6 separate regions of the Mus musculus genome follow, and regions 1, 3, 4, 5 and 6 are each linked to region 2. The links are chromatin contacts, called in public HiChIP or PLAC-seq and promoter capture Hi-C maps. All regions are on one chromosome and are shown on one strand. Each heading gives the region's core, a stretch centred on a gene start, on an enhancer-like site or on the middle of the called end of the contact. The rest is flanking DNA. Distances are from core to core; before and after follow the strand shown. Region 1 holds the start of Gcn1 (GCN1 activator of EIF2AK4). Region 2 holds the start of Trpv4 (transient receptor potential cation channel, subfamily V, member 4). Region 3 holds the start of Alkbh2 (alkB homolog 2, alpha-ketoglutarate-dependent dioxygenase). Region 4 holds the start of 1110006O24Rik (RIKEN cDNA 1110006O24 gene). Region 5 holds the start of Sirt4 (sirtuin 4). Region 6 holds the start of Srsf9 (serine and arginine-rich splicing factor 9).

Region 1 (3,662 bases), core at 327-2,826, 910 kb after region 2:
GACAAAGATTTTCCAGGTGTGAATTAAAGGTGTATGTCATCAAGCCCCAAGCCTGGCCTTTATATTCCTATGGTAGTCCATGTTGGATATATATCATATGTATACATAATATATATGTATACTAAGCTCAATGGTTAAGAGACCTATGAGCCATACCAAATCTATATGGTTTGGTATCTGGGTCTGCTTTCTGTATATCACTGGATGTCCAAGCCATTGTTCATAGGTAGCCTTACTGCTCCAAGGCAGAGTGATGCAGGTCCAGAGCCCTGTTGCTTAAGGCTGAGGCAGGGGTAGAAGGCTGGGTTTGAGCTAGGCGTGGTTTAAGGACTGAAGTCTGAGAGGGCCTGAGATGGTGATACTGAGCTATGGCAAGGAGTATCCAGGTGAGTGGTGATTGAACTCGGGCCTGATTGTGCCTTTTGAGATGAGGATTGGTGTAGAAGTTGATCTGCCTCAGCCTTCTGCCTGCAGTAATTGAGTCACTGCTGTGTGTTTAGTAATGAAGTTATACTTGTGTTTGTGTAGTTTAGATGTGTAGTTGAGTTTCCACGTGCTGGCTAAAGTTTTTTCTTGGTAGATTAAGTCTTGAATACAGGGGCAGTTAATAACTAGCCACTAAGGTGTGCATGTAGGGTTGCTTTGATGTACTAATCGGGGGTGCAAACTAGAATAACTTGCTATGTAAAAAGCTGCTGCAAGAGCTAAAATACTGCCTGTGCATCACAGGTAACTAGACAAAAAGTTACCCTAGAATTGCAACCTCTAACCCGATAGTAGTTTGATGTTGGTTCATATAGGCATTCAGTAAGTGTTAAGTCTGAAAAGCTGAGGATTTAAAAAATGGGCTCTAACAAGTAGGTGAATACTGTATCAAATGCAATGCCCTATTGCTATCATTAACCTTGTGACGTCACTATACATCTATGTGTGTGTATATATATATTTTTTTTTCTTCTCCCTCCCTCACCCCCCAGGGTTTCTCTGTGTAGCCCTGGCTGTCCTGGAACTCACTTTAGACCAGGCTGGCCTTAAATCCGCCTACCTCTGCCTTCCGAGTGCTGGGATTAAAGGCGTGCGACACCACGCCCGGCCCCCCATCTGTATAGTTGCCACTGCTGAGGGCCAAGAAGCCTGGAGACCGCATTCTCCAAGCACACTCTTGAGTTATAGTAAAAATTCAATAATTGTCCTAAGACATCGAACTCTTCCTCAACCCTGTCCCTAGCTGTCTGCAGTTGAGGCTCCCAGCAGGTCACGCAATTCCCGGGTCATCCCTGCATCCCTCCCGCGTACCTCACCATCACCTGTTCTAACCTCCAAGCCTCTTGGGCCTGAGACTAGTCTTTGGGTTCATTCCTGGGGCCTAGGAAACAGCACGATGGGGGGTGTCGGTGCTGGACCCGGGATCCCCCCAAGGATGCCAGAGCTGCAGGGCGCTGTCCGGGGGAGGCCGAATCGAGGAGATCCCGCGCCCAGGGGCTGCAGAGCACGACCTGCGGCCGCCCTCCCGCCCGGGGGCGCCAGGCCTCGCCTTGCCGCGTGGGCCCTGCTGTGACCCGGAAGCGCTCCGGAAGCGGTTCCGGACTGGGCGCCGGCAGGATGGCGGCGGACACGCAGGTGAGGCGGGCGGCTGCGGCGGCCAACGCGGCGGGCGGCGGGGACCGGACCCGGAGCGCGGGCAGTGGGGCGGCGGGATTGCCCGGGCGGAGGCTGCGGCGCCCACGGCCGCGGAGGGCGCAGACGGAAGCGGCGGCGCGGGGGAAGGGGGCGGCGGCTGCTCGCGGCTCGAGGCTCCGGCCGGCCTGGGCGAGCAGAGCGACCCTGGACTCGAGCATCTTGCCATCCGCTTGGCTTCGGGGTAGCGGGTGCCGTGCTGGGGCTGTGCGGGTCCCGGCGGTGGCAGAGCTTACACTCGGCGTCGGCTACGGTTCTCCGGAGCCCGCGGGGCGATGCAGAGGCCCCCCGACTCTGTGCCCACACTCGGAGCGTAGCCTTTTTATGTCCATACGGGTTCGGAGTTGAGCCTCCGCTCGTTGGTTTCGTCAAGGCGTTGGATCAATGACATCACCCCTCAGGGTCTCGGTCCTTTTAACATTTGGTGGTGGTGATAATACCGATATCCTATGTTATTTTATGGGAAGATGTATTGAGACAAAATAGTAGGGTCCCATGTGGGTTTGCTGGGTGTTAACTGGGTCCTGGGTGAGATCTCAAAATGTCTTCACCTGCGAAGAGTCGTGACACCGTTGTGCGTTCACACCTGTGGGTACCTTGCAGTTCAGGGAGGCGTTGAGGCTACCCCCTTCTCCATCTCAGCCTCTTTTGTAGCCTCGTGGAAGGATGAAATAATAAATAAGAAACATAATTTTTTTTTCTCTCCATGTCTCCATCCCACCCTCCCTTTTCAAAAATGTAGATCAAGGCCAGGTAGTGGTGGCGCGGTGGTGGCACGTCTCTAATCCCAGCACTTGGAAGGCAGAGGCAGGTGGATCTCTGAGTGCCAGTCCAGCCTGGTCTACAGAGGGAGTTCCAGGCAGACATGGGTACACACACACACACAAAACCCCTGTCTTGAGAAACAAACAAATTAAAAATATATATATATAGTGAGTTGGCTTTGAACTTGTAGCCATCTTGCCTGTGGCTTCTTAATGGGTGGGTGGGGGGCTTACCCTGCCTGGCAGGAACGTATTTAAAAAACAGTTTGAGTCTCTGGGGTGAGATTAATTGATTTTTATGTTTGATCCTCAAGGCCCGCCAAAGAGGAGCCATTTAACCTGATCATTAAAAAGATGCTTTGCAAGGGTCTTCAGTAAAAGGGTTTGGTAATTTGTTTAGACAGAGCTGCGTCTTAGTGAATCCTAAGAAGGGAAGTTACTTAATGTTTCTGAATATTTAAGAATCTTCTCCCTAGAGTTGTGTTATTTAGTAGTAGGTTACCTAACTGTGCTATCAAAAGAGCCGTAAAGCTTACTTAAGTTCGTCAGAATTAAATGAAATTTAAAAATTCGGTTCTCCACCTGTGCTTCAAGTGATTTGTCCTTCATGTCTTCAGAGCAGCCACATCAGGTTTGTCATTTCAGAAAATCCTCTCTTGGGCAGTGGTGTCTGCAGAGATATCGGTGGACTTGGGAGGTGTGAGAGCTGATCTTTCCAATGCCCAGTGTGACTCCTAGAGGCTCTTAGCATATAAGGTTTCCAGTGGGAAACTTTTCCTATCTTACTTTGTAGCGCTGGGGACCCAGCCCAGGGCCCTCACGCTTGCTGGGCAAGGGCTGAGCAACAAGCTATTCCTAATCTGGCAACTTCTGATTAAGGAAAAGAGCTTCGACTTCCTTGTCAAATATGAAAAGTTCCTGCATATTTGTGAGAGAACTATCACTATGAGTTTAATGCTTTGTTATTGCCCAGCGTGGTGGCACAGGGGTTTTGTTGTTTTGTTTTTTTGTCACAGTACTCGGGAATCAGAGACAGCAGGATCTCTCAAAGTTCCATGCCATCCAAGGCTGCACTGTGATAAGACCTTGTCTCTAAAAAAAAAAAATAAAGAAAATAAAAGGAAGTTTAATGTTACCATATTGGAAGGCAGAGGGTAGTACATATGCATTATTTTCTCAAACCTCAGTAAGGTTGGTAAAGCATTTAAAAAATTATAATAC
Region 2 (3,247 bases), core at 186-2,685:
TGTGGGGAGCCCCTGCTCCCAGAGATGTCCGAAAAAATCAAGAAGGAGGGGGGAGGTCTCCCTTGGTCTTCTCTACAGCAGACAGGAGGAAGGCATTAAAACGGCCTTTTCGCCAGGCAGTGGTGGTGCATGCCTTTAATCCCAGCACTTGGGAGGCAGAGGCGGGTAGATTTCTGAGTTTGAGGCCACACTGGTCTACAAAGTGAGTTCCAGGACAGCCAGGACTGCACAGAGAAACCCTGTCTCGAAAAAAACCAATAAATAAATACATACATAAATAAATGCATAAATAAATAAAATAAAATGGCCCTTTCCTATTCTCTGTCAAGACAGTGTGGAAATGGAATGGCCAGCTCAAACTGCTGCGGCAAACCCCTCCAGGGCTCCCTCAACAGCCCCAGAATGTGTTCCCATAACAATATTAAAGAAGTACTGCGGTTCAGGCAGCTAGGGGACTAGACCAAGGTCACACCGCAGAGGAGGGCAGAGCATGCCCAGAGTCCACCCAGACTGTGCTCCTAACATAGTGATGACTGACAGACACCTCACCTTGGGCAGCACCAGGCCTGAGCTGTCCCCACATGGCCAACAGCCAAGGCATTCGGGCTCAGCTCTGCCAGGATTTCTTACCTCGCTGAACAAAGATCACATGCGATGTGCGCTCAGAAGTACAAGGTTCGTGCCACCCCCTCCCCAGTCCGGGCTGAGGACTTCATCCCTCGGTACTTCCTAACCCGGGCTGTGGACAGGCCAGTGGGGAGGGTTTTCAAAGCAGCCAGCCAGCGCCCAGGTTTCAGCTCACTAGGCTCCATCCTTACCCCCAAGCCTGGGTTTCTTCATCTACACAGGGGACGGGGCACGGCTGGGCTGGGCCCTTCTGGAATGGAAGACAGTCCCAAGGGAGTCTGAAGTTGGATTTTTCAGTCAAATGGGGAGTTTGGAAATCTCTTCCTGTCCTAGGAGGCCACTTCGAGTCTCCAGGGTAAAACTAAGGTTAAAGTTTTGCATCCTCTCCCCGGCGGGGCCATCTCTCTGAAACTCCAAAAAGCAGCCCTGGAAGCTGCGGGCGCGCAGTTCCCTCCCACGCGCCCATCCCTGCCACGCGCCCTACCTAAGTGGAGCTGGTCCGGGGTAGGTGGCCGCCCCTGGCCTTTGGTTTCGGGACTCGGGTCTAGGTGACCTAGATCTGCACCACACTCCCCCAATCCCAGGTCGGCGCCCAATCCACAGGTGACTTTCGTGGTGGCGTCGCCTCCCGCTATCCCGCGCGCGGCGGGGACGGCGAACCTCGAACCCCGTCATTGGGAGGGGTCGCGAGGAACTCGCGGATCCCTTCCCCGGAGCAGCCCCACTCACCTCAGGACGCGGGCGCAGCGCCGCCGCTTCCTGATCCCTCCGGCCGCGTCCTCCTCCTGCTGCGCTTCGGCCGCGCCGCCCCGCGGGGTCCCGCCCACCCGCGCCCGCCCACCCCAGGGTCCTCCCCGGCCTGCGCGCCGCCACCTGGCTCGGTGCCTCGCTCTTCCATTCATCCCTGGTTCCTGCGCCCAGGCCGTCGCCTGCCCAGCCCGGGAACCCGCTTGCCCGGCAGCTCACACCCATCAAAGGCTGGTAGAAAAAAGCCCGCGAGGCACACCGGGCACTGGAGAGGACTCCCCGCCACCCACCCACACACTACCCACCAAGCCACGGCTCTCCTTAAGTCTGAACCTCAGAGTCTCCATTCTGAACCTCCACCTATAGCCATCATCCGGAAGATGCTAGGGGCACCAGGTCTTTACAGAGCCCCTAACATCACCGTTCCTTTTCCTAGGCTGGGTGGGGGACTGCCTTGGTGAGCCTAGCGACTTCCTTGCGGTCCTTGTTCAGCCTGCCCGCAGCACAGTACTAGGGATGACCAGCCTGGGCAAACAGCAGGCCGGGGGGTGGGGTTGGGGGTGGGGTGTAGAAAGAAGGATTGAAGGGGCCTAAATAAAAACCAACATGGCGACCAACTTAAATCTTAATAGCTAACTCACTAATTAAGCTGTGTGTTTGGAGCGGGGTGGCATTGGCAAGTAAACCTCTTTTAACTGAGCCTGAGGTGAGCTGGGCCCACTTACAGTTGGGAAACAGGCCTGGATAGGAGGGTGGGCCTCCGCAAGCCACTGCCTTGGGGTGGGGAAAGAACATCGCTATTTGGGTGGCCGTGGTCTCCAGCAGAGTGAGCTGGCAGCTGTCTGGCAGCCGTGAGGGGGTGTGCGCGATGCCCCCTTACCTCCCCGACAGGAAGCCTGAAGCTCAGGCCTTTCACACCTGAAGTTGGGGCTGAACGGAGGCTGAGGCATCCATCAAAGAGGCTGACTTGTTCTTCAGGGTGGGGAGGAAAGAACCCTCAGCACTTAGTTGCCTTGCTCACCCAGTCCCATCTCACAGACTGGGAAACTGAGGCTCCCATGCAAAAGAGACTGTGGCTCGGCCTAGGAGGCTGGTGATTGACAGCTACAAGGACACCCGGATAAAAATTCTGCCCTGCCACAGATTAGGTAATGCCCCTACGTGGATGCTTGGGGTTCTTCAAGAGGACCCTGAATCTAGTCAACAGGGCCAACACCTGGGCTTAGCAGATGCTTTTACAAGCTTGGGTTGAGGGCCCTGGCCTGGGAGATGGCTCAGTTTGGTAAAGTGCCTGCCGGGTAAACTCGAGGCCTTGAGTTCAGCCACCAGAATCCAGATTTTAAAAAATCCCCAATGTGGTTCCACACATTCACGATCTCAGTGCTAAGAAAGTAGGGGCAGGCAGATCCCGGGGGCTCAGAGACCCTGCCAAAACACAGCGTGGATGACCCTGAGAAACTCCTAAGGTCGACCCTCTGGCTTCCTTCCGCATCCCACACACCAAGAGCTGGTTGAACAAGGTATGCCATCCTGACACTGGGATGGCTGAGGCCAACCTGGGCTACACAGCAAGAGTCTGATGGATAGAGCCTGGGTTAGTAGAACCCAGACCTGTGAAGTTCTTGTTCACTGGGTAGAGTTTTAGCTTCACAAGAGGCAGAAAATAGAGGTGTTGGATGGTATGGTGGCTGCATAATCTGAATGTCCTCAATGTCACTGATCTGTGTCCTTAGAAGCAAGACAGGCTGGGATAGAGGGCTTGCCTAGTGTGTGGGAGTCTTTGTGTTCTGTCCCCAGCAAGACAGGCATAGGCACAGACACGCACACAGAGTGAGACACACACAGATGTACAACCACACACACACACACACAC
Region 3 (3,311 bases), core at 469-2,968, 530 kb before region 2:
AATTCACCATAGGGGAGGAGGAAGAGAAATAGAAATAGAAAAAGAGCTCGAGTGTACAGAGAGAAGAGAAAGAGGAGAGACCACAATGTCTGGATCATATAGGGAAGAGCCTCTGGGGGAAGGGCTGCTCAACCCCTGGGCTGGAAACAGGGTTGGGGGCAGGGTATGTCAGGAAAGGACTTGTGTGTGGGGGGAGGAGGGGGATGCTGGAAGAACCTGGAGGCCTGGTCTGCTTTGATATACAAAATACACACTCCCTTTGTCCCTGGTCCAGAACCAAATCCTTCTAAGAGAAGGCCCCTGAGGCCATCATTCTCCCCTTCCTTTTTAAAATTTTGTTTTATTTTATGTATTTAAATATTTTATTTTGCTTGCTTGTGATGTCTGTGCCCTCGAAGGCTGGACAAGGGCACCACAGTAGCTGGAACTGGAGTTACAGAGGATTGTGGGCTGCCATGTGGGTGCTCAGACCCAAACTTGGGTCCTCTGGGACAGCAACTAGTCTTAACTGCTGACTCATCTCATACATTTATTTAATTATGGTCTTTAACAAAACAAAACAGGGTGTCGACAGGCAGTGGTGGCGCACGCCTTTAATCCCAGCACTTGGGAGGCAGAGGCAGGAGGATTTCTGAATTTGAGGTCAGCCTGGTCTACAGAGTGAGTTTCAAGGCAGCCAGGGCAACACAGAGAAACCCTGTCTCGAAAAAACAAAAACCACTGAGGCCTAACCTTCGCCTCCAGCTATTTTGAATCAGTATCACGAAGATCCCAGAATGGTTCGGTTTGGGGGTTTGTTTTGCTTTTTTTGTTATTTAGTTTTTTAACTTCCCAGGTAATTCCAATCAGTTGCCAAATAATTTCGTTCTAGACCTCGTGGACAGTTCGTATGCCAAACCATAACCTAACCTAACCAGAGCTGCCCAGACCGTGACCTAATCCGTCACAGCCGGAAGTTCACGCTTCTCCCAGGGAAGGCGCATCCTGTCCTCGCACAAGCCTAACGCACGTAAGACCTCCGCCTACCAGTAAAATACTCCACTTCTTGCTCCAACTCTCGGAAAATCTTGTCTGCCTCGGCTTTGCCGAATAGGACGGTGTAATCACAGCTCAGACCTTCCGCGCGAAGGTGTCGCCAGTCCGGGCTCTTCAGGTCGCCCGAGGCTCCTCCCGTCGGGGCGGGCTCCTCCCCTCCCCCTTGGAGGTCGCGGAGGTCTGGCCTCACCAGGAACTTGTCCATCCCGCCGCCCACTCACAGCTCAGACGCGTCCTACAAAGGAAACAAGAGCGCATTAAACCTCCTAGGAGGTGCCTGGCGGGCATCATCCAGGCGGGGAGCCTGCCCTGTAGCTTAAGTCTTCCTAGCACAAGCTGACCCGAACCACGCTGTCCTCACGCCCCAGGCGCCCATCGGTAGGAATCCCGGGCACGCATCCCCAGGCCCGCCCTGGAATGGAGTACTTTTAAAGACCCGTCCGTCCTCTTCGGAATTCGAGAGCTTTGGCTGCAAACGGCTGCCCAAACCCAAAAGGCTACACATGGGAAGACGCAAGCGCAGAGAGGCATGAGGCTCGCCCAGTTACCCAGAAAAGCAGGGTTGCCTCTGCCCTGCGGCCCCGCGGGGTAGGGGCTGGCACGGGCGAGCAACCGGGCTCCACCGGAGAGCCCGGAGCGGTGGGTCAGGTCTCTGCACAGACACACGCAGCCCCAGGAACCCTCACCCCGCCCCTCCCGCCTACGCGGGACTTCCGGGCACAGCGCCCCCTGCCGGTCTCCCTGCGCACCGCAGGATGCTGCCTTCACCTGATGGCTCAGCAAGGTTAGGCCTGTGGACCAGTTCTGGGGTCTACGAGCCTAGTGTGCTACAGCATACTGTCTGGGGGGCTTGAGGGCAGTGTATGAATCTGCACTCCTGACAAAGACACAGCATTGTCTGACCACTACAGTCGACATGGAGAACAGTTATACCATCCCATAGAATCCTTCCTCCCTTAGGTTCCGACATAATTTGTCAGCTATTCCTTGCTTGCTCTTCTTCACGATTCCACATAAATGTGATGGATTAGAGGCTGTATAGCCTTTTGCGTTTGACTTATTTCTGTAAGCACACTGCTTTTAGATATAACCGTGTTTTAAAATCTTTATTTTATTTTATTTATATGAGTACACTATTGCTCTCTTCAGACACACCAGAAGAGAGCATAAGATTCCATTACAGATGGTTGTGAGCCACCACGTGGTTGCTGAGAATTGAACTCAGGGCCTCTGGAAGAGCAGTCAGTGCTCTTAACCGCTGAGCCATCTCTCCTGCCCCTGCCCCCGTGTTTTTTAATCTTTTGGGGGGGTTGTTTTTGTTTGTTTTTCTTTTCTTTGTATGTGTGTGTGTGTGTGGTTTGTTTCGAGACAGGGTTTCTCTGTGTAGTCCCAGCTGTCCTGGAACTCACTTTGTAGACCAGGCTGGCCTCAGACTCAGGAATCCATCTGCCTCTGTCTCCCAAGTGCTGGGATTAAAGGCGTGCGCCACCACTGCCCAGCTGTGTTTTTTAATCTTTAGCTTCAAGTACAGCCATTTTATTTATATACTATGTATAAACATAGAGGACATTTGTACCGTTTTTCTCCTTCCATTGCTGGTATGGAAAGACCTGTGACAGTCATTTCTTGCTCCTGGTGGCACAGAAGAAAAAAAAATCACCATAAATATTCAAGCTCAAACTTTTCTGTGAATGCTGAGTTTACTTCATTGAGAAAACGCCCTGGTCCTCGACCAGAGGGAACGTGTTATATCTCTCTAAAGTGCTGCCTATGGGAGCACACGGTGCTCTCTGCTGTCACACACCAGCAGGGCACAGCAGGTCCTGTCTTATCCACGTTGTATTTTGGAGATGAAAACAAAAAAGGGGCAATGTGATAAACAAGATTTCTTTGTACAATATGGAAGTTGTGAGCAGGGTGACAGGCTAGGGAGTAGGGGGGGATGGGGAAGAGGATCTTACAGGGAAGAATCCTAAGCCAGCATTGAAGCTTTCCAGGTAAGGGACAAAATAACATAGCATGCGAAGATTTTAGCGGGACGCTGCGGAAAGGCAAACCGCCTGGAGAACTGCTAAATTGGGAGTCTAGTCAGTTCAGATTGGGAGGCTGTAGCCCAGACTAGCCCCTAACAGCTTGTGTAGCCAAGCCTTGTGCTCCTGATCCTCTTGCCTCCACCTCCCAGATGCTGGGCTCACAGGGTGTGTCACCACTCTGTGACACACGGCGGCATAGGAGGGTTTTTCCAGGGCAGCGGTCGGTCGAGGTTTAAATTACAC
Region 4 (3,218 bases), core at 707-3,206, 970 kb after region 2:
ATGAGCGAGCCCTTGCAGAATGACTAACATTGGTCCCTGTGACTGACGATGCATAGCCTCACATTTACAGTATTCTGAGGAAACAGACTCTGAGGCCCCTTGACTATCCAGAAGCTATTCAGGGGTGGATTTCAAAGCTGGCATTGAAACTGCAATCTTTTCAACCTAGGAGCAGGCATGAAGATGACCTGACCCGATGCTTTAGGTGCCAGGGAGACGTGGAGTGCTTATCTGAAGTCTACCCTAATCCTAAGACTTCTTGCTTTCCATCTGTCTCCTCTAAAATGTTTTTTTTTTTTTTTTTTTTAAAGATTTATTTATTTACTTTATGCATGTGAGTACAGTCTCTATCTTCAGACACACCAGAAGAGGGCATCGGACCCCATTACAGATGGTTGTGAGCCACCATGTGGTTGCTGGGAATTGAACACAGGACCTCTGGAAGAGCAGCCAGAGTGCTCTTAACCGCTGAGCCATCTCTCCAGCCCCTCTAAAATGTTTTGAGGTTTTTCTGTTATGTACCTGAATGTTAGTTTGAGTCTACAGACCACATGTCTCAAGTGTCAGCCAAGGCCGGAGGGTGACATCAGTTCTGAGACTGGAGTTACAGATCCTGGTAAGGCGCCATGGGGGGTGGGAGGGGCTGAGGATTTAACCAGGTTCCTCCGGAGGAGCAGCCAGTGTTCTTAACTGCTGAGCCATTCCTCAGCCCCTTCCCTGTTTCTTAAAAAATGCCAATCAAAGGAATAGCAGGAACCTGGCCAGTCCCAGGAGTTTTCAATCAAGAACACAACACAGCCAGCGTCTCTCCTCAGCCAGTATCTTATGATTCTAGGCTCGTGTTCATCTGACATCACCAGGCTTGCTTCAGGGAAATAAAGAGTTCAAGCAAGGCCTAGATCAGACACTGTGTGTGCTGTTCAAGGACCTGCAGTACCTTGAATAACAAGAAAATTATGAACTGCATAAATCTACCAGCAGCGGAATTGTTAAGGAATAGTACAACCATCAGATGGGGGTACCACGTGGTGACGAGGCAGTTAAATGATTGATGGCGGCATACCGGTGAACTGCGAGAGGCACATGGGTGCTTAGATACTCTGAAATGTATGGGAAAACATGTATCCATTAGACTAGTAAGTGTTTCATGCTGTCCAAGAAACTTTAAAGGAAAACTAATGTCAACTTTGAATTCAGTAAGCGTCTGTATTTTGTTGTTGTTTTGTTTTAAACACTAGCACTGCTTCTTACGGGGAAAGATTAGGAGTGGGCAGTATCCCCAACAGGTGCTTGGCTGGAAAGCACTGGAGGGCAAGAAGAAGCAGGGACAAAGAGGCTGGGGGTGGAGCTCAGCTCGAAAAGCGTCTGCCTAGCATCTGCGAAGCCATGGGTTCGAGTCTCAGCACCACATTAAAACAGGACTCAGGAGGTACAGGTGGGATCAGAAGTATATGGTTATCCTCGGCTACTCGAGAGAGTCAGGAAGCCACCCTGGGATACTTGAGAACTTGTCTGGAAAAAGTAAAAAACCACAGGGATGGGGCAATCCCTGCAGACCTGCAGGGAGGATGGCGATGGCAGCGACAGCTCTCGGGGACGGGCAGGTGGGCTTCCGCTCCAACTGGAAAAAAACGTGGGGCTGGCTCCGCGCTGCGTCCGGAAAACTGAGGCAGAAGGAGCAGAAGCGCTGGCGAGCAGGGTGCATACGCCCCACGGATCCCAATCCGGAACCGCTACCCGTTCCGCCAGGGGGTCGGGCGTCCGGGATCGTGGTGCTCGGGGGACGACTTCCTCCCCAGCGCTGACCTCCAGGCTTCAGCCCTGCGGCCGGTTGTCACCTCTCTTCCGTCGGGCCCTGCTAAACGGTTCGGTTCTCCCGGGGATCCGCAGCGACGGCGCTCGCTCGCTCGCTCGCTCGCTAGCTCACTCGGACCTCGGCCGGCGAGCGTAGCGCACTGCGCGTGCGCGGAGAGGGCGCGGCTGGCCGGGGCTGCGGCTGCGCAGAGGCGGTTCCAGCCCCCGCGCCTGCGCAGTGGCGGGGCGGGGCGGGAAGGAGGGAGGCGGCGGCACCGGCGGCGGCTGCTGAGGAGGAGGAGGAGGAGGCGGAGGTGGGGGAGCGGAGGGAGGTGTTTCTGTCAGTTCCGGCTGTTTGTTCGGGAAGTGGATCCGCCGCTGCCGGAGCAGCCGGGAGGGAGCTGCGGATCGCGAGGCCAGGACCGACCCCGCCCGCCCAGCTCGCCTGCCCGCCCGCGCGCGCGCGCCCGCCCGCCCGCCGCCCCCGCCCGCCATGGCCCGGGACTACGACCACCTCTTCAAGCTGCTCATCATCGGCGACAGCGGTGAGGGCCGCAGGGGCCGGAGGCGGTGTGGGCCCTGCCGGGCGCGGCCCGCGGGGGCCTCGGGGCGGGCGGGCGAGCGGGGCGGGCGGGCGAGCGAGCGAGGAGGCGCGGCCCGCGCGGGGCGGGAGGCGCGGAGCTCGGCGGGGTCGCAGGCCCCGGGGGGGCCGCAGCGAGGGGACTCCGGGGTGGCTCCTCGGCGGGGCGGGGGGCACCGAGGGCGCGGGATGCACGCACGGCCCCGGCGCTCGTTCCTGCCTCACGTGTGACCTTGGTCAAGTCGCGCGATCGCTGGAGTTGGAGAGAGCCGGGTTCGAGTCCCGGGGAGGCAAGCTTTTGCCGCTCTGTGACCTTGGGCGAGTTGTCTCGCCTCCCTTGAGCCTCAGTTCCTGCATCTGAGAAGTGGGGACTTGTTAAGCTGAGCGGTGGGATGATTCGGTGAGCTGAAAGTAGGGAAAAGCGCCTGACCCGGCATAAAGTAACCTCTAAGTAACTCACAGTGTTAGCAGCATGAGTCGCCCTGTGAAGACTCAGCGCTCCGTGAAATGGGGGTATTTCCAGGACCCGTCTCCGGGTTGCCGTGCGCTTGGATGAGGTGCGGCAGGTACAGCCATGAGCGCATTCCTTTAGAATTGTTACTAAGTCTCAGCAAGGTTCAGTTCTCATCTGTGGAATGGGAGTGGTAGATTTGCCTGCCAAGGCTGATGTGAGCACACACTTAATGAGGGGACTAGTGTTTGGCACACAGTAGGTGGACAGTGTTTGCTGTTCTCTTACCCGGGTGCTTCATTCAATATTTTAAGTGCTTTGTGTACACAAACACACACACACCACACACCTTTCAGTACCGCGCCATCTCTGATTCATAGATCAGCTTCTGGT
Region 5 (3,692 bases), core at 932-3,431, 830 kb after region 2:
AGTCCTGGGCTAGAGCCACCGCAGGACGCAACCCCACTCACGTTATTTTTCCTGGTGCTGGGAGACTGAGCTCAGAGCTTTGCCCAGGTGACCACTGCACCCGAGCCAGGCAGAAAGCATCCTCTCCTGGCTTGCTCCCTCCCCTGCTCCCGTCCCTACTTCCTCTCCTCAGTTCACTGGGCCTAACTCCAAAGAGAACAACTTGCTCCGGGAGCCTTTGCTTGCTCTCCATCTTAAGATAACCCTGGTCCAGACAGCCAGGGGCCGTTCACCTGGGGGACCACACGTCTTCTTAGGGCCAAACCCCGCAGACTTCTGCACCTGTGCATGCATCCGTGGAGCTCCGTCAGCCGCTGACTCCCTGCTTTGGAGTGCAAAGCGTCCACGTTCTGAGTCACCAACCAGTGCAGCTTCCCCAGTCTCTCCCAGTTGCTCAGAGCCCAGTGTGCTGGGTTGGGTTGGTGAGAGGAGAATTGAGGCCAGCCCACAAAGTTTCGGGCCCAGTACCGCTGGCGGACCGGAGCACTGCGGACGAAATCAATGTGCTGGATGGGTCTCCGGTCAGTGCGGGCGTAAAGTCCCACCTTTTCTGACCTGTAGTCTGGGATGCCGGACTCGGTGGAGATCCCCGCGCCTGTCATCACGAGGAGTTTCTTGGAAAGGCTAATGAAGCGCTGTAACTCTTTGATCTTTTCAGGGTCCAAAGGAGGGCTGGGCGGCACAAATAACCCCGAGGGTCCACAAGAACGCGGCCGGCTGAGGTGGGTGATCCAACGGCCCTTTGTCGGCCTGAAAGTCAATCCGCTCATTCTTATTCTGGAGAGAAAGAAATCCATGAGAGCAGCTGGGTTTTACAAGTCAAGTTAACCCACCAATTGATAGACACCGGAACTCTATTCGACTATGAAAATTTTGCCACGGTGGCCCCGGCCTGGGATTGTAGCACTGGGGAAACAGAAGGGAGGACGGTTCGTCCGGAAGCCCTTCAATTCTCAGCACCTACAATGGTGACTTACAACTATCTTTAACTCCAGTTTCAGGCCCTCGTCTGCGCTCTGCAAGCGCCGAGGAATAAAAGGGATGCGCAAATACACGCGCAGGTAAAATACCCAAACACATAAAATAAAATTTAATTTTAAAAAATTAAATATTTTTTAAAACAAACTTTAAAAAAATTTTTTTTTACTTATTTTATGTATATGAATGGTCAACCTGCGCGTACACCTACTTCCCAGAAGAGGGAAGAACTCATCAGAGATGGTTGTGAGACACCTTGTGGTCGTTGAGAGTTGACCTCAGGACCTTTGGAAGAGCAGGGGGTGCTCTTAACCACTGAGCCATCTCTCCAGCCCTAAAAAACAGACTTTTAATAGCCCATTATTTTTCACCTGCTACTAATATAAACATGTTTTAGTAATATTTATATTTTTGTTAATATTATCTCTCATGGGACTATTTGTTCTATAACTCTACTTGGTTTAAATCAGATATTATTATTATTATTATTATCATTACTTGAGACAGAATTCCCTGTAGCCCAGGCCAAGGAATACAACTAAACCGAATTATATCATTTCTCCAAAAGATTTTTTAATTTTAGTATGTCAGTTTTGTTTTGTCTTTTTCTACACGGTTCTCGGTACCAAATCCAGGGCCTCTGGGATGGACGCTAAGTAATCACTCTGTCTGCTTACCCTGCATTGTAAATTCTGCTACTTGGACACATAAAAATCAAGGCATACAAACTTGCCTGTCTGGTTTTCTAGTTGTAAAGACAAGCCTTTGACACAGTCTTTGACATAATGCGGAGCTATCGAGTGATAGGCACACATATTTAGGCTTGGCTTCCTATCCAAGAAGAGCTCAGGACCCTGCTTTCTCCATGAGATTTCCCAGCTACGTGTGAACGGCTAAACAGTCGGGTTTTGCCGGGATAAATCCTCCTTGTCCCCTCGAGAACAAAAGAGACAGATGGAATCCCTAGTAAGAATGCTCAGCGGGAAACCTTCAGCCGGATCAGAACACTTACCTTCCACAATTCTCACCCAACAGTGGGACTCGCTTGTTACGTGTGCATCTTGGGAAATGTAGTCCGCGAAGCCGATCTAGTTGGAAGAAAACTACAAGTCCCAGAATCCTACGTGTCTCCCACGCCAAGATTCTTGGGCGCTCCTCTACGGATTGCCCGCTGTCTTTCCTGCTCAGCTCAGTTAAGGTTCCGGATATGCTGCTGACGCCTGGGGCAATGATTGCCTTTTGAGGTTCTTGTAGTGTTTGTTTGTTTGTGGCTTGTGTTGTTTGCTGAGAGAGGGTCTGACATATCCTTGTCTGACTCCAAATCCGTGATCCTCCTGGCTCCACCTCCCAAGTGCTCGGATTAGAGGCTTGTGCCACCAAAGAAGTGGTTAATATTTCCCATGTCCTGCGTGCGAAAGAGGATCCAAGCAGTCCTAATTTAGGAATTCGCTCTCTTAAAGAAACTCTTTCACTAGTAGCACAGGACAATAATCTGCCACTCAATAGGCTTAGGCGGAAGAATCACGAGTTCAAGGCCAGTCTGGGTGACTTAGTGAGACCTCGGACTCAAAATAATACTGTAAGAGCACTGGGGCTATAGCTCGGTGTCAGCGCGTTAGCCCAGCCCTGGGTAGCCCTGAATTCACACTAGCGGGCATTTCTCCATCCAAGACGCTTTTTAAAATAGACTGGTTTTTTTTTTTTTTTAATAATGTGTGTGTTTTACCTTCATGCATACAGGAGGAGCTCCTGACGGCCATAAAAGGGCGTCAGATCCCCTGGAACTTGAGTGACAACCTGTTGTGAACTGCCCTGTGGGTGCTCGGGATGGAATCTGAGTCCCCCTGCAAGAGTAGCAATGCTCTTGTTTGTTTGTTTTGGTGTTTTCGAGACAGGGTTTCTCTGTATAGCCCTGGCTTTCCTGGAACTCACTCTGTAGACCAGGCTGGTCTCAGAGATCCACCTGCCTCTGCCTCCCAAGTGCTGGGATTAAAGGCGTGCTCCACCACCACCTGGTGAGAAGCAATGCTCTTAACCAGTGAGCCACCTCTTCAGCTCTCCCAACCCCTCCCCAAAAGACCCTTTCTTTGTTTTTTGTTTTTGTTTTTCTGAGACAGGGTGTTAATGTATAGTCTGACACTTTTTTTTTTTTTTTTTTTTTTTGGTTTTCCGAGACAGGGTTTCTCTGTTTAGCCCTGGCTGTCCTGGAACTCACTCTGTAGTCCAGACTGGCCTCGAACTCAGAAATCCGCCTGCCTCTGCCTCCTGAGTGCTGGGATTAAAGGAGTGCGCCACCACGCCCAGAATTTTTTTTGACACTTTTAATAATAAATAATTGCCCCCTTTGTTTTGTGTTTGTTTTAAGATGGGTTCTCACTATGTAGCCTTGGCTGGCCTGGAACTCCTTATGTAGACCACGCTTGGCCTTGAATTCATGGAGATTCACCGGCCTCCGCCTCCCTAGAACTTTGATGAACTGAACGATGTGTGCCAACACGGTTCGCAGATTTGATTGGTTTTCCTCCTAAGTGCCCACGTCCACTTCCACTGCAAAGTAATTAAATTTCCTGCTATAAGTTAAAGATTGATAGGGGTCTGCCAGGTGGCTAGGCAGGTGAAGCTCTGCCACTTGACAACCCAACTTTGACCCCCTGGATCGAGGGAGGAGAGCGCCA
Region 6 (3,269 bases), core at 197-2,696, 670 kb after region 2:
AAAGATTTATTGTATGTTCATTGGTGTTTTTGCCTGTATGTCTGTCTGTGTGAGGGTGGCAATCTCCTGGAACTGGAGTTACAGACAGCTGTGAGCTGCCATGTAGGTACTGGGTATTGAACTCAGGTCCTTTGGAAGAGCAGTCAAGGCTCTTAATCACTGGCACCATCTCTCCAGCCCCTGGACATATTGTTTTATGGTGTAGCCTTAGGCTGGGATCCAAAAATCTTACAGAGAACAAATGAAACAACAACCGAGCTGCCTAGGGTTACAGCTCTCTATCATCTTGCTATCTTTGCCTTATATCCCTCCAGGCATCTAGGTTTGAATAGTTTTTCAGGGTAGGATCTCAGTAAGTTGTTGTCAAGGCTAGCCTAGAATTTTAAAGTCTCTCACCTTAGCCTCAGGAGAGTGAGATTTACTGGCATGCATTCCCACTCACTGTTTTGTTTGGTGAGGTTGTTCTATAGTTTAGAATGCACAAATAGGCAAACTCTACAGTGATGCTTGTGGTGATATGAAATAATACATGCGTATCCTCCACAGATTCTCTTTTCTCTCTCTTTCTTGGAGACAGGGTAGCTGTGAAGTTTCAAACCCGGGATGATCCGCTGAGGTGCCTATATAAGATACCAAAGCAGACCTGGTCTCCAGCTTCTGGCATCCTCCAGTCCTTATCTGTTACAGGGTTTGGCTGACATACCCCGCCCTCCAGGCCAGGGGCTAGGCTGCCCTTCCCCTAGAGGCTCTTCCCTATATAATCCAGACATCTTGACTACCTTCCTCTTTTTACACCTTTTGACCTTCTGACTGCAGGATCTGTTTCCCCTCTCCTTCCCGCCTCTCCTCACAGGGCCCAGTTCTGCCTGGTCTCGTCCCCTTCTGGACTCTCCTAGATGGCCTCCCTCTGAGTATAGTATGCTCTCCCACATACCTACAATAAACCTTCTTCTCCACTATACCTTTTATTTCTCTATGTAAACCAGGCTGGCCTTGAACTCATGGAGATAGTTGCTCCTGCCTCTGTCCGGGTTCGGAGTGTTGGAACGAAAGGTTTGCGCATCCACTCTCCATTCTCCAGAAACTCGGACAACCAAGCTTTGGCGACCATCTCAGGCTTACACCTCGGGTCTAAGGGACGACTACAGACCTGAGACCGAGGGCCAGGATAGCCCAGCGCTGGGCAGTCTGAGGGCTTCTGTGGGGTCCGCGTCCTTCTCCTCAGAAGGACAGCCCCAAGCTTAGTGACCTACCAGCTTAGGAGGCGCTCGGGTCCCACCTCCGGGAACCTTCCGCTCGCATCTCTAGGGAGAGACCCCGCCCTCTGCGCAAGCGCACCTCGCGGCGGCGGCTACCCCTTTAAGATCGCTTTAAAAATCCTCCGACCGCCGCCCCCTCCCGCCCCCGCTTCCTCACGGCTTCCGCGCCGCGTTCCCACAATGCAGTGCGGCTGAGCGCCTCGGGAGCCCGCGGGGGAGGCTGCGGCGGGGGGCCCCGGGCTGAGGAGGCGGCGTCGGCGGCGGAGGCGGCTGCGACGGGACGTGGGCTGCGGCGGGCCCGCGGCGTCGGCCGGTGCGGATGTCGTCGGGCTGGGCGGACGAGCGCGGCGGCGAGGGCGACGGGCGCATCTACGTGGGCAACCTTCCGTCCGACGTGCGCGAGAAGGACCTCGAGGACTTGTTCTACAAGTACGGCCGCATCCGCGAGATCGAGCTCAAGAACCGGCACGGCCTCGTGCCCTTCGCCTTCGTGCGCTTCGAGGACCCGCGGTGAGGATTCCGCCGGCGGCTCGCCCCATCTCCGCCGGGCCCGGCCTCCCCTCCCCTCCCCCAGCGCCTTCCCCTCCCCCTCCCCGCCGTGCTGACCCCTCGCGGCGCCCCCCCCCCACCCCCGGCTGGAGGCGGCTTTGCCTGGTGTCACTTCCTTCAATCGGAAGGCTCCAGCCCGCCCGACTTGCCCCCGAGGAGGGTAAAAACCAGCGCGCTCTGCCCAGCCCTCGAGTTTGGGAAAAGCACCCTAACGGGAAGCACCCCGAAATGAGGGAAGCGCGGGGCTCGGGTCCCCCGAACCGACCCTGCAGAGGACTCGGCCGAAGGCGACAGTCGCCCATCCCGCCCCCTCCTCCCGAGTCCGGGTTCGGGTCTGTGGGTGGGGGTGGCCCTCGCCGTTACCGGGGAACAGACGGCGTTGGCGGGGACCACAGGTTGCCTTGGGCGGCTGAAAAGCGGGGTGTCTGGAGCCAGCCCTCACTTGGGCGCCCCACCGAGCCTAGTTCTAGTAAAGGGGGATCAGATTAAACAGCGGGAGAGAGAGACGGGTGGGGGGTTAGCATCTCTGATTTCATTCCCCTCTAATGAGGGAAGTTAATTCCCCGCCAGAAGCCAGAAGTTAATTGTAGCAGGGATGTGGAAAAGCTAGGCTCCCCCAAAACCCGCGCCGAAGGATCTTTGATTTTTTTTTTAATTATTATTTTTATTTTTTTTGTGTGTGTGTGCAAATGTCGTGAGCCCTGGGTCAGGAAGAGGCCGGAAAGTATGCTTTAGTTTAGAGATCTCTGCGCCGTTGGCGGTCGTCCCCTTGGGAGGGTCAGTAAGGACCTGTTCCCTGTCTTCTCAGCCTCGTTGGGAGGAGAGCTTCATCTCTGCCTGCCGACCCGGTGTCTCGCCGGCCTGGGTTGGAGATTACGGATTCACAGTAGAAGTACTCCGGACTTCGATGGTTGAAGACTAACCCAGCTTATCCCCTAAGTGTCTTGCAGTTTGCCTCAAAAAATAGACTGAAGCTTTTTTTTTTTTTTTTAAATACAAATGAACGTGAGAAAAATTATGGCCCTAATGAACAGTGCCATTGTGTCTTTAATAGTCAAGTTCTGTGTCAAGTGCCACGCCTCGTGTAGTTAGCGTTTTTCAATAGCCCATGAAGCAGAGGATGCTGACCGTATTTCACACAAAATGCGGATTGTTTAATGCAAGAGGTTAGTAAAGGGATAACAATTGGTAGGTGTTTGGAGAGGATCTAGGTAGGATTTGCACCCCGTAACTACTGTGTGGTGTGACAAAAGACCTATATTCTGCTCTATTTGGGAAGTTTCAAAGAAAGCACTTAAGATTTGATAACTGTTGGATAGGCAGTTATAAATTAACTATAATTTCTCAATTAGAGTTATAAAAGCTTCAAGAGGTAACTTAGATCCTTTACCTACAAATTCTGCTTTTAATCCCTAATACGCCTGACCCTTCCAGTCCATTGTAATTCACTCCAGCAATCAA

Evidence for each region. Promoter capture Hi-C pulls out the DNA fragments that hold promoters and counts their contacts. HiChIP or PLAC-seq counts read pairs in DNA pulled down with a chosen protein or histone mark.
Region 1: an HNF4G HiChIP or PLAC-seq map of pancreatic cancer cells shows a contact between it and region 2. The contact joins the promoter of Gcn1 here to the promoter of Trpv4 in region 2. A contact is called at or near these places in 1 of 39 promoter capture datasets (pre-B cells) and 1 of 115 datasets of contacts at active chromatin or transcription factors (pancreatic cancer cells).
Region 3: a contact with region 2 is called in a promoter capture Hi-C map of hippocampal neurons, with 2.5 times the contacts expected there. The contact joins the promoter of Alkbh2 here to the promoter of Trpv4 in region 2.
Region 4: a contact with region 2 is called in a promoter capture Hi-C map of cranial neural crest. The contact joins the promoter of 1110006O24Rik here to the promoter of Trpv4 in region 2.
Region 5: a contact with region 2 is called in an H3K27ac HiChIP or PLAC-seq map of large pre-B cells, with 3 times the contacts expected there. The contact joins the promoter of Sirt4 here to the promoter of Trpv4 in region 2. A contact is called at or near these places in 2 of 115 datasets of contacts at active chromatin or transcription factors (bone marrow-derived macrophages and large pre-B cells).
Region 6: a contact with region 2 is called in a promoter capture Hi-C map of liver, with 2.0 times the contacts expected there. The contact joins the promoter of Srsf9 here to the promoter of Trpv4 in region 2. A contact is called at or near these places in 1 of 39 promoter capture datasets (liver) and 2 of 115 datasets of contacts at active chromatin or transcription factors (bone marrow-derived macrophages and cardiomyocytes).

The regions. Positions count from the first base shown.
Region 1 is chr5:115,563,687-115,567,348 of GRCm38.p6, forward strand. Gcn1 (GCN1 activator of EIF2AK4) reads left to right here and starts at 1,577. Exons shown (of 58, transcript NM_172719.2): 1 at 1,577-1,620. The coding sequence starts at 1,603. Rplp0 (ribosomal protein, large, P0) reads left to right here. Exons shown (of 7, transcript NM_007475.5): 7 at 1-43.
Region 2 is chr5:114,656,986-114,660,232 of GRCm38.p6, forward strand. Trpv4 (transient receptor potential cation channel, subfamily V, member 4) reads right to left here and starts at 1,436. Exons shown (of 16, transcript NM_022017.3): 1 at 1,357-1,436.
Region 3 is chr5:114,126,500-114,129,810 of GRCm38.p6, forward strand. Alkbh2 (alkB homolog 2, alpha-ketoglutarate-dependent dioxygenase) reads right to left here and starts at 1,719. Exons shown (of 4, transcript NM_001359941.1): 1 at 1,584-1,719; 2 at 1,027-1,270. The coding sequence starts at 1,240.
Region 4 is chr5:115,629,860-115,633,077 of GRCm38.p6, forward strand. It overlaps 1110006O24Rik (RIKEN cDNA 1110006O24 gene), which reads right to left and starts at 1,957. Exons shown (of 1, transcript NR_027810.1): 1 at 1,190-1,957. Rab35 (RAB35, member RAS oncogene family) reads left to right here and starts at 2,128. Exons shown (of 6, transcript NM_198163.1): 1 at 2,128-2,339. The coding sequence starts at 2,288.
Region 5 is chr5:115,482,303-115,485,994 of GRCm38.p6, forward strand. It overlaps Sirt4 (sirtuin 4), which reads right to left and starts at 2,182. Exons shown (of 5, transcript NM_133760.1): 1 at 2,030-2,182; 2 at 322-816. The coding sequence starts at 809. Gm42007 (a long non-coding RNA gene) reads left to right here and starts at 2,148. Exons shown (of 2, transcript XR_878704.2): 1 at 2,148-2,261.
Region 6 is chr5:115,325,731-115,328,999 of GRCm38.p6, forward strand. It overlaps Srsf9 (serine and arginine-rich splicing factor 9), which reads left to right and starts at 1,447. Exons shown (of 4, transcript NM_025573.3): 1 at 1,447-1,769. The coding sequence starts at 1,579.